3 separate regions of the Gossypium hirsutum genome follow, and regions 2 and 3 are each linked to region 1. The links are chromatin contacts, called in public Hi-C maps. All regions are on one chromosome and are shown on one strand. The core of a region is the stretch at or near the end of the contact, and the rest is flanking DNA. Distances in the headings are between cores, read along the strand shown. Region 1 holds the start of LOC107892245. Region 2 holds the start of LOC107957674. Region 3 holds the start of LOC107892312 (pentatricopeptide repeat-containing protein At4g20770).

The links. Hi-C and Micro-C count contacts between places; a contact is called where the count stands out from the background.
Region 2: a Hi-C map of leaf shows a contact between it and region 1, with 2.0 times the contacts expected there. The contact joins the promoter of LOC107957674 here to the promoter of LOC107892245 in region 1. A contact is called at or near these places in 18 of 34 Hi-C or Micro-C datasets (anther, callus, hypocotyl and 3 more).
Region 3: a Hi-C map of leaf shows a contact between it and region 1, with 3 times the contacts expected there. The contact joins the promoter of LOC107892312 here to the promoter of LOC107892245 in region 1. A contact is called at or near these places in 2 of 34 Hi-C or Micro-C datasets (both in leaf).

Annotation. Positions count from the first base shown.
Region 1 is chrA11:100,881,370-100,884,868 of Gossypium_hirsutum_v2.1, reverse strand. It overlaps LOC107892245, which reads left to right and starts at 2,208. Exons shown (of 4, transcript XM_016817271.2): 1 at 2,208-2,780.
Region 2 is chrA11:101,060,950-101,064,296 of Gossypium_hirsutum_v2.1, reverse strand. LOC107957674 reads right to left here and starts at 1,497. Exons shown (of 5, transcript XM_016893225.1): 1 at 1,083-1,497; 2 at 233-924; 3 at 1-124. The coding sequence starts at 1,497.
Region 3 is chrA11:101,097,661-101,101,166 of Gossypium_hirsutum_v2.1, reverse strand. LOC107892312 (pentatricopeptide repeat-containing protein At4g20770) reads left to right here and starts at 1,498. Exons shown (of 6, transcript XM_041081935.1): 1 at 1,498-1,868; 2 at 2,033-3,506. The coding sequence starts at 2,071.

The DNA of each region.
Region 1 (3,499 bases), core at 959-3,458:
AAGAAATCTTTACAAGGTATGTGTTTACAAAAATTAAGCTCTCAAATAAATGAAATGAGAGTGACACAATATCTAACAATAAGCTCCTAAAGAATTTTTACAAGAGAACTGAATGAAGAAGATTAGAATATTTTTCTCTTGATCTTGATGCTTGGATTTTCCTCTCTTAAGTCTTGAAGTGTATTTATATCAAGAAACAAATTTGTGGACATTTATGACTGTTAGGGATGAATTCTAGTCGTTGGAAGCATTAATTTCGTGCTTAAAAACTGGCCCTGTAATGTATGTCTCAAGATACTAGAAAAATAGTTAACACAATCATCAAGTTCATTTTCCATTCCTTATAGTTATTTTCGTTGTACTTTTTCTTAATAAATATATTAAGGAAGTTCGTGTCATTTTCAAATTGTACAATAAAATCATTCATTTATTAATATCTTTGTATTAAGCAAATATTTGAAAATTTTTGCAACATATGATATGCATTAAGATATATATGCATCTTACATTAAACCTTAAAAATATTTGTAAGTCATTGTAATGATATTTCCTCCACCCATTCAATTAAATTACCTTGGGGTAATCTAAAACCAACTAGTAAGATCATGTATTTCCATCCAATTAATACGAAAACCTAATCCCTTATGTATTCACACGTATTAATAAATGCTTCATGTTTGGCCATTATTTTAACTTATGCAAAGTTTCGTGAGAAGTTACTTAACTAGAATGATCTTGAGTGTATAACTATAAACTCAACATCTATCATAACATGTACTATGAATGAATTGTCGGGGGACAATCTCAACAAATAACATGTATGACTAGTTGTCCTGTTAAATGAAATCTCCTAAGTGAAATCCACATGATAATACCTACCTCAAGGTCGGCAAATTATCATGTCATCACAAGAGACCATTGATGGAAACCATAGATCTTATTTAGGGACCTTCTCCCACTCAATCTTTTAAAAAATATGCAAGATTTTTATTTCTAGTTTCAATCATAAATGTTTAATATGTCATAAGAAGTACATGCAACATTTTTTCCTTAAGCTATATGACATGCTTATAGTAATATGCATGAACATTCTTTACATAAAAGTAGAAAACAAATTGACTCTGACCAGCCAAAAGTTTTCATGATTTCATCCTTAAAAAATAGATAAAAAGATTTACTATTATCATCCCAAAGAATTTTTTGGAAAATTTTAATTTTGAAGTTTTTTAATGTATTTTTAATATTTTTATTTTATTTTTAAAATTTTTATGTATTTTTAAAATTAGGATCAAATTGGCATAATGTGTGAACATTAATTTTTTTTTAGAATTAGGACTAAATTGATAGAATGTGTAAAATGTTAAGAGGTTAAATTTATAATTATACCCGGCCATGTCAATATTTCGTCTAGTGACCAAAGACATTTTAACAATGGAGTGACTAAAAATTATAATTGATCTAATGAGAGTTGTTAAATTAACAATAAATATTCAATGAACAAAATAAAAACTTATTAAAACTCGGGCGATTATCTTAGTAGCTTACCTAAAAGCCAAAAGCAAAGTCATGAGAAGAAATCAACACATTAAAACCACACTGTACTTTTCCCTTGAAAAACAATTTTTGTATGACTACTATAGAGATATCAATGAGCGGGGCCAAGTAGAGTCCCGGTTCCAAAAATTTTTCAAATCTAAGTTTATTTTTGGTTTGGTTTGGTTCCCTCAAAAAATTTATTTTACTAAAATATTAAAAAATAATCTATTTTACTAAAATATTAAAAAATAATTTATGTTATATATTTTAATTAAATTGAATTGATCCACCCAAAATATAAAAATATTTATTTAAACCCAACCCAAATTGAACTGGGGTTATCGAGTTGGGCGGGCTACCATGGAAAGCTCTAGACAATTGGTGGGTGTAAAACAAAGAATCCATTTAGGTAGAAAATATATTGTTTTTTTCCAATAGGAAAAGAAAAAGAAAGATGATTACATGCTTGGGGCAGTGCCGAAAAGTGGGATTTTAGTGGATGACTACTAAGTTAAGGTTGTGATGGGAAATGTTCAGAAATGATATGGGGTTAAATGTGCTGAATGATTATGCTATGGGCTCCTCTACTTTCCAAGCCCATCTTTCTCACATAGCATACCCTATAAGTGAGCCCCTATTTCATGGAATCTAATTTTAATTTCATTCTTCCTTATAAATCAAACCAGCAAAACAATTTACATGTTCATATTTTTATTTTATTTTTTTAATTATTTTTCATAAAAATAAAGAAGAAGAATAAGATAAAAAAGAAAATATGTTTTTTTTTCATTTTAATCTTTTTTAATTAAACTTCCTAATTTTAGAATTTATGGCAAAGCTATGACTTTGGAACAGGAACAGGAGACTTTTGTCTGGTGTGACATCATTGTAAGGTACAATGATTCACTCTCTTTTTTTTCTTACATCTCCTAAAAGTAGTAATTCAAAAATAAACCCCAAAAATAAATGTTACTGCAAATCCTTACAAATTTTCATTTTCGACACGATCGTAATCTAAACGTTGTTGTAGTAACAATAATGTGATGCCCCCATCGCTTTCACTTCTCATTAGCCTCCCTCTCTTTACCTTTTTCTTCATTCACTTTCTCTTTGTCTCATTTCCTTTTTCCCCATTTTATTCTACACAATACTGCTCAAAACAGCTTAGGGTTTCTTTTGTTTTTCCTTGACATAAAATCCCCAGATTTCTTCATAATCCAGTTCAGATTGGGCTCTTTCTCAAGGTACCCTCTTTTTCTCTCTTCATTTTGATTCATGGGTTTTCCTTTTTCTTTTCTTTTTTAATTTTCAAAAATTTCTTTTTGGATTATGGTTTCTGTTATTAGCTGATTTAGAGATAAGATGATGAACTTTCCTAATTTTTTTTAGTTTGGGTATTTCTCCCTTTTTGATATTTTAGAGTAATTTTCTTTTCTGGGTAATTGCTATTTTTGATGGGAAGTTCGATCTTTTATTTTTTTCAGTTTTGCACGTATCATTTTTTTGGGGACCATTGACGTATTTGAAGTGGGAGGGACAAGATTATCATTTCCTTCTATGATGTTTTAGGAGTTTGAAGTTGAGAATTTTTTTTTTTTGACCAATGATTGATTATGCAGTTAGATTTGCATACTGTTGGGAACATAATCTTAGGTTTGAAAGTGTTGCACATAATTATACTACTTCATGTTTATTTGCAATCTTTACACTTTTGAGATACTTCTTCAGAAATTCTTTCTGGTTTTGTTGCCAACAATGACACTTGTCTGCATTGCTCTGTGATTTTCAATCTCTATTATTGCCTTTTGGAAATAATCTTGATTTCACCTGTTTATAACTATGGAAAAGTGCAACTTGTTTGTTCTAGGATTCTTCAAACAAAAACGCATCTAAAAAGAGAAAGGGTATAAGAGAGTCTAACAATGTGCAAAAGATGTGAAAAAAAAACTTGGCAAATTGTGGC
Region 2 (3,347 bases), core at 248-2,747, 180 kb before region 1:
TCTTTTCAATCTCTTTGCAAACCCCTTTTGGAACTAACAAAGACTGCATAAAATAACTAGGAATAGCTAGAAGGACAGATTGAGCAAATGTAACACGTCCCGCAAAGGATAACTTCCTGGCTTCCTAATTATGCAGTTTACCCCTCACTTTTTCAACAACAAAATTCAGGGTACTTTTAGTAACTCGATCATGGAGGACAGACACCCCCAAATAGATCCCTAAATTAGGGACCTCTCGAAATCCGAAGAGCTGACTAATCTGATCACTTGAACTATTATCAACACATTTGGAGAAATATATTTTGCTCTTCCTGGCACTGACCTTGTGTCCAGAAAAGTTGCAGAATTGGTTAAGGTTTTCTTTTAATAATAGGGCTTGATCCATCTCCACTTTACCAAAAATGACAAGATCATCAGCAAAAAAGAAATGAGATAAAGACGGTCCTGACCTAGATAACCGAATCAGTTTCCACCTCCTAGTTGTGATTTCTGAACGAATTAAATGCCCTAACCATTCCATGCAGAAAATGAAAAGATAAGGCGATAAAGGACATCCCTGTCTAATCCCTCTCACCGGCTTAAAAGACTGAAACGAAACTCCATCCCAAAAAATTTTCATATTTGATGAAGAAATAGCGCCCATAATAACCTTCCTAAGAACCTCGAGGATCCCAGCAACAACAAGGGACACATCAATAAGCTCCCAGCTAATTCTATCGTAGGCTTTCTCCAGGTCAAACTTAATTGCCATCAATTTTTTGCCCGTTTTCCTACTGCACATCGAATGTATGTCTTCTTGCGGTATAATGATATTGTCAGAAATGTTGCGACCAGAAATAAACCCCGCTTGTTCGGGTGTTATGTAATTAGGAAAGACCACTTTGAATCTGTTGGCGATCACCTTCATTACCAACTTATACAAAACTGAGCAAAGACTAATTGGTCAAAATTCGCTGAATCCGGACGATCCTTTTTAGGAATAAGAGCGATTAATGTGTTGTTAAGATCATCTTCCATTTTATTACCAGCGAAGACTCCTTGAAGCCACTCACAAACCGCTCCTCCTACTAAATCCCACTAACTTTGGAAGAAAAGCGCATGATACCCGTGACTTCTGGGAGCCTTCAACGGAGCCATGTCAAAAAGGGCCTTCTTGATCTCATCATTCAAAATTGGCTTATTAAGGAAATCAAAATTCTGATCTGTGATACGAGGAAAGATATTCAAGGGAGGTGCACTCATGGGAGTAGGGATCTCACCATATAGCTTCTCAAAAAATCTGGCAGCCTCAACACTGAGAATACTCTGATCCGAGCACCACTTTCCACTACTTATGCGTAAGGCTAAAATACGATTAGATTTCCTCCGTTGCATCGTACGATTATGAAAATACTGGGTATTACGATCCCCAAACTGTAGCCAATCACACCTAGCCTTTTGTATCCATAGCAATTCCTCATGGTTCAGTACAGTTTCCAATTCACCGCGAATCTCCATCTCCTCTTCAGCAAGCCTACTAGAGGAAGACTAGTCCATGGCCTTTTGAATGCACCCAAGCGATCTCATAAGCTGTCTCTTTCACGATCCTATAAACCATATACGGACCTATTCCAATCCTTGACGTGTGAGGTAAATTCAGATAGAGAAGTAGCCATGTTACCTGAATAACGCCACTTTTTAGAGACCAATTCTTTAAAATTCGTATACTTAGTTCAACCTGCGAGAAAACGAAATGGTCTCCCTTTTAGAAAACTGAGTGCAGGGTTTGTTTTAATAAGAATTGGTCTATGATCTGACTTGATGCGTGGAAGATGATAAACTAGAGTATGCGGGAAGGTTGAAATCCAAGGATCATTTGCTAAAGCTCGATCAATTCGTTCATGCGTGTTCCCTCTTTGCCAGGTGAATAAAGGTCCTATGAATCCAAGATCCTGCAAATTACAAGAATCAACAAAATTTCCAAATAAATTACACCTCTTACCTGTAGAGCGATCACTTTTTTTATCCTTAGGCGAGAGGACAACGTTGAAATCCCCCAAAATCATCTAGGGTGCAGGATCAGGAGGTAACACTTCCATTAAGCCAGCCCAAAGTGATTTCCTCTTGACTCTGTCAGGGCTACCATAAACAACAAAGATAAAAAAAGAAATAAAAACGTTATTTCCCTGAACATGAAAAAGCATGAATTAAGGATGATTGTGAATAACATTAATATAAATATTATCCTTCCATCCAACCCAGATACCACCTGAAAATCCAATAGATTCAATACGGTGAGAAAAATCAAAACCCAATTTATCTATAATGACATTAGCTTTTTTACCACTAACTCTCGATTCGAAAAGACATACAATATCCGGTTTATGCTCAAAATTATACTCACGAAAAGCTTGGAGAAATTTACTGCTCGTATAGCCTTGACAATCCCAAGAAAATATTGATAAATTTAAATCCATAAAAAACAATATAATAGTGATAATAAAGTAACCTCAAACATAAAAATCATTCAAGAATTTTATTACCAGAGTCTGGTACAATGTCTGCCGAATCCACACTTCTTAATATGGAAATAGTCTGAGTCAACCTAGTCATGGAAACACTTAAAGGAGTTTTAGGAGCATTTTTATTTTTAAAATTATTCCCTTTCCCATGTGTGAATTTATTAATCTTTTTAGAAGGTCTAAAACCCCCCTCTTTACCTCCTAACAATTTCCCTATGTTTCGACTCTTATTGTTGCCAGAAATTGACACCTTCGTCTTCCTCGAACTATCACCATCTGCTGGTCTTATTTCCTTAAAGGATACAGCAGAGTGCCTATTAGGATTTAACCCACTAGATGAGTCAAGAACCTGAACTTCAATTGGTTCTGGCACCATAGAGACAGATTTGGGCTGCATAGTTTCATCATTTCCTTCATTCTGCTCCTGCCCAACAAAGAACGGATTAAAATAAGATAGGGTCATAGATGTTAAGCTAGATGAATTAGAAATTATTTTAGAACTATCTGCACTAAGCAAAGCAATATTATCAATATTTCCCGAGAGAGTCGAAAGTCCCCCTATTTCTTTATTTTGCTGTCCAGGCTTTTTGAAAGGTGTATCCATCACTCTCATGGGCTGGTTCAAGGCACTACTTGGTGGGTCAATAACAGCCTTAGAAAGAAATAGGTTAGCCGCTCCAAAAGCAGCAGCAGATCCATTAAAACCACCCACTGACCCATCAACATTTGGACTATCCTCTTGCGGTTTCAAAGGCCCAACACCTCCTGAAACTCCCCCCATCTGTTTACTTTCCTTAGCTTTAGAGAATCCTCGATTTTTGAGCCTCAAAATTTCCACAAATTCAC
Region 3 (3,506 bases), core at 249-2,748, 220 kb before region 1:
ATAAATTACAGTTTATCAATTCAATATAAATATTAAATAAAATACATTAAATTATAAATAAGGATTAAAAATGTTTATTTTCTCAAATGCAAAAGTTAAAAAAATATTACTTTTGCTTTTAGATTCAAAAGCAATTTTAGTTTTAAAAGTTGTCTATTTAACATCACTTATAAATCTAAAGGCACATTTTAAAAATAACGAGAAACAATACTAAAGCAAACTTGTTACTATCTATGAGGAAATTAAACATCAATTTTTTTTAACAAATTATTTTCTAAATCATACTTCTAGCCGTAAATCAATAGATAAAATAATTTTCTAAACCATTTACATTTCTATTTGCAAACTATTTACATATATATTATAGGTCGATGATATGAACTCAATTAGAGGTATTTATGGTTGGGTCGAGTTCAGTTCTAGATTAAGTATAATGGTAACACACTTTATATTTATTCAAGTTCAACTCGACCAAAAATATGGACCTAAATTTTTGTATAACCTTGTCCATATTTATAAATAGTTAAACCAATGTAATTTTAAGTTATTTTTAATTTAATATGTAATAAATTTATATATTTTATTTATTAAAATTTGATATACAATCATTTTAATATTTATAAATATTTACACTATAGTAGTAGACATTTAATTTGAGAAAATTACAATAGAAGTCACCTAACTATAGTCAAATTTATTTTTTAGTCACCTAATTATAAAAAGTTTTAAATTGGCCACCAAACTTTTTGGGTTAATCTCTTTTCGTCTTTTTCTATTAATTGCTGATAAGACTTGGACAGGAGGATGACATGGTGGTTTTAAAATTGGTATAATTATAATTTAGTCCTTAACAATTACATATTTTATCAATTTGATCTTAATTCTAATAAAATCAACAAATTTAATCCTCAACTTTTACGTATTATATCGATTTATTCATAATTTTATGTTAATATACAAAAAATTTATTTTATATTAATATTAAATAAAAAATTATATTAATATTTAAAAAAATACATTTTTCCTTCCCCTTCCTCCTACCCCTCCCCCAGGGACGGTGGAGGAGAGGGAGGGGACAATGGGAGGGAGAAGAGGGATTTTTTTAAATATTAATATAATTATTTTTATTTAATATGAATATAAAATAATTTTAAATATATCAATATAAATATTATGATTAAATTGATATAATATGTAAAAGTTAAATGCTAAATTTATTAATTTTATTAAAATTAAGATCAAATTTATAAAATATATAATCATTAAAAACTAAATGTGTTATTATATCAATTTTAAACTCAGCCACTTCATAAGTCTTAAAACAAGTAACAGAAAATGACCCAAAAATAATAATAAAATGGATGACAAAAAAATGATAAGCTCTACTGAACAAAAAGAAAACTCCGACCAACTTAAAACTTTTTTAAAATTGACCAAAAAAAAAAAACAACAATTGGGTTACTTCACTTAAAAAATTAGGGTAGACCAGACCAGGCCTGAGCCTTAAATGAAAGGGCGGAGCCCTATATTTTAAACCAGGCTAAATTTTTTCTCCAAACTCGGAACTCGGGCGGTAGCCCGGCCATGAAACACAAGATACCCCGCCGCCAAACAAGCTTCTCACCTCTATAGTCCACTACTGTCCCGGCCTCCTTCAGTGACTTGACCAAAAGCCCTCTCCTTCCGACGGACAAGGAAATTAAATGAGGTCATTTTTTACAGCCTAAACTTCACTTACAACATTTCTTCTGCTCGAGTCATGAGATATTGTCTGCTCTCTTAGTGGTGGTGCGAACTGGCTGCTGCTCCACCGCTATTTGAAACCATTTTTCCGCGCTGCACATCCGAGCCTCGACTCTGGATTTTAGGTACACAACTACACATCCTTTCGACTTTGTTTGATGTTCGGCTTTCACTTATGTGCATATGATTGATTTCATTTTATTGGAGCTCCATAGCTGATAAGGTAGAATAGAATTGACTAACCCAATTTATCTTGACATCATTTGTTTTTTGAATTGGTGTTTACCAGTCTGCAAGAAATACAGCCAAGTAGGAAGCAAAAGCAACATGAAGGGCATAGCTAACCTTTTGCAAACATGCATAGACAACAAATCTCTTCTGCTAGGCAAAGTCCTCCATGCTTACATTCTTCGCACCAACCTTTTAAGCAATACTTTCCTATGCAACCGTCTCATTGAACTCTATTCCAAATGCAACGACCCAGCATATGCTCATTGTACATTCCACAATACCCCTCAGAAGGACATTTATTCCTGGAACGCCGTTTTGAGTTTCTATTGCAAAACTGGGAACTTAACTTTTGCCCGTAAAGTGTTCGAACAAATGCCTGAAAGAAACGTTGTTTCCTGGAACAACCTGATTAGTGTAATGTTAAAAAATGGGTACCAGGAAAAAGCTTTGGATGTTTATAAGCTTATGGTTTTGGAAGGTTTTTTGCCCACCCATATTACTTTTGCTAGCGTTTTAAGTGCCTGTGGAAGTGTTTTTGATTTGCAGCTTGGGAAGAGATGTCATGGTCTTGTCATTAAGATTGGTCTTGATAAGAATATCTTTGTCTGTAATGGGTTATTGTCTGTTTATGCTAAATGTGGGGTTATGAGGGAAGCTGTTCAAATTTTTGCCGACATTGATGAACCTAATGAGGTTACATTTACTTCAATGATGGGTGGGTTAGGAAGGATTGACGGGGTCGTTGAGGCTTTGGAGATGTTTAGAATGATGTCTCGGAAAGGGGTTCGGATTGATTCCATTTCATTGTCTGCTGTTTTGAGTGTTTGTGCAAAGGGGGGAGAGTATGATGAATTTGGCTGTTACGAAAATGGAGATAGATTATTACGTAATGTTGTACTTGGAGAACAAATACATGGTCTTGCATTTAAGCTTGGATTTGAACGTGATCTTTATTTGAGCAACTCATTGCTTGATATGTATGCTAAGAATGGGATTATGAAGAGTGCTGAGATGGTTTTCCACACTTTGGGAAAACCCAGTGTTGTGTCCTGGAATATAATGATTGCTGGATATGGCCAGAAAGGAAATAGTGGGAAAGCTATTGAGTGTTTTCAAAGAATGCAGTTTAGTGGTTTTAAACCTGATGCGGTTACATATATTAATATGCTTGCAGCGTGTATAAAGTGTGGAGATGTTGAAACTGCACGTCAAATGTTTGATAACATGTCATGCCCAAGTGTTATTTCATGGAATGCTATAATCTCTGGCTATTCCCAGAATGAGAATCACAGAGAAGCAATAGATCTTTTTAGGGAAATGCAGTTTCAAAGTGTAAAACCTGATCGGACTACTGTGACTGTCATCCTTGGCTCATGTGCTGGAATGGCCTTTCTGGAGGGTGGAAAACAGGTCCATGCTGCCTTGCAAAAGGCTGCTCTTCATACTGACAATTATGTTGCTGGTGGGCTGATTGGCATGTACTCAAAGTGTGGGAAGATAGAAAGGGCAGAGCACATATTTTCTTCCATGCC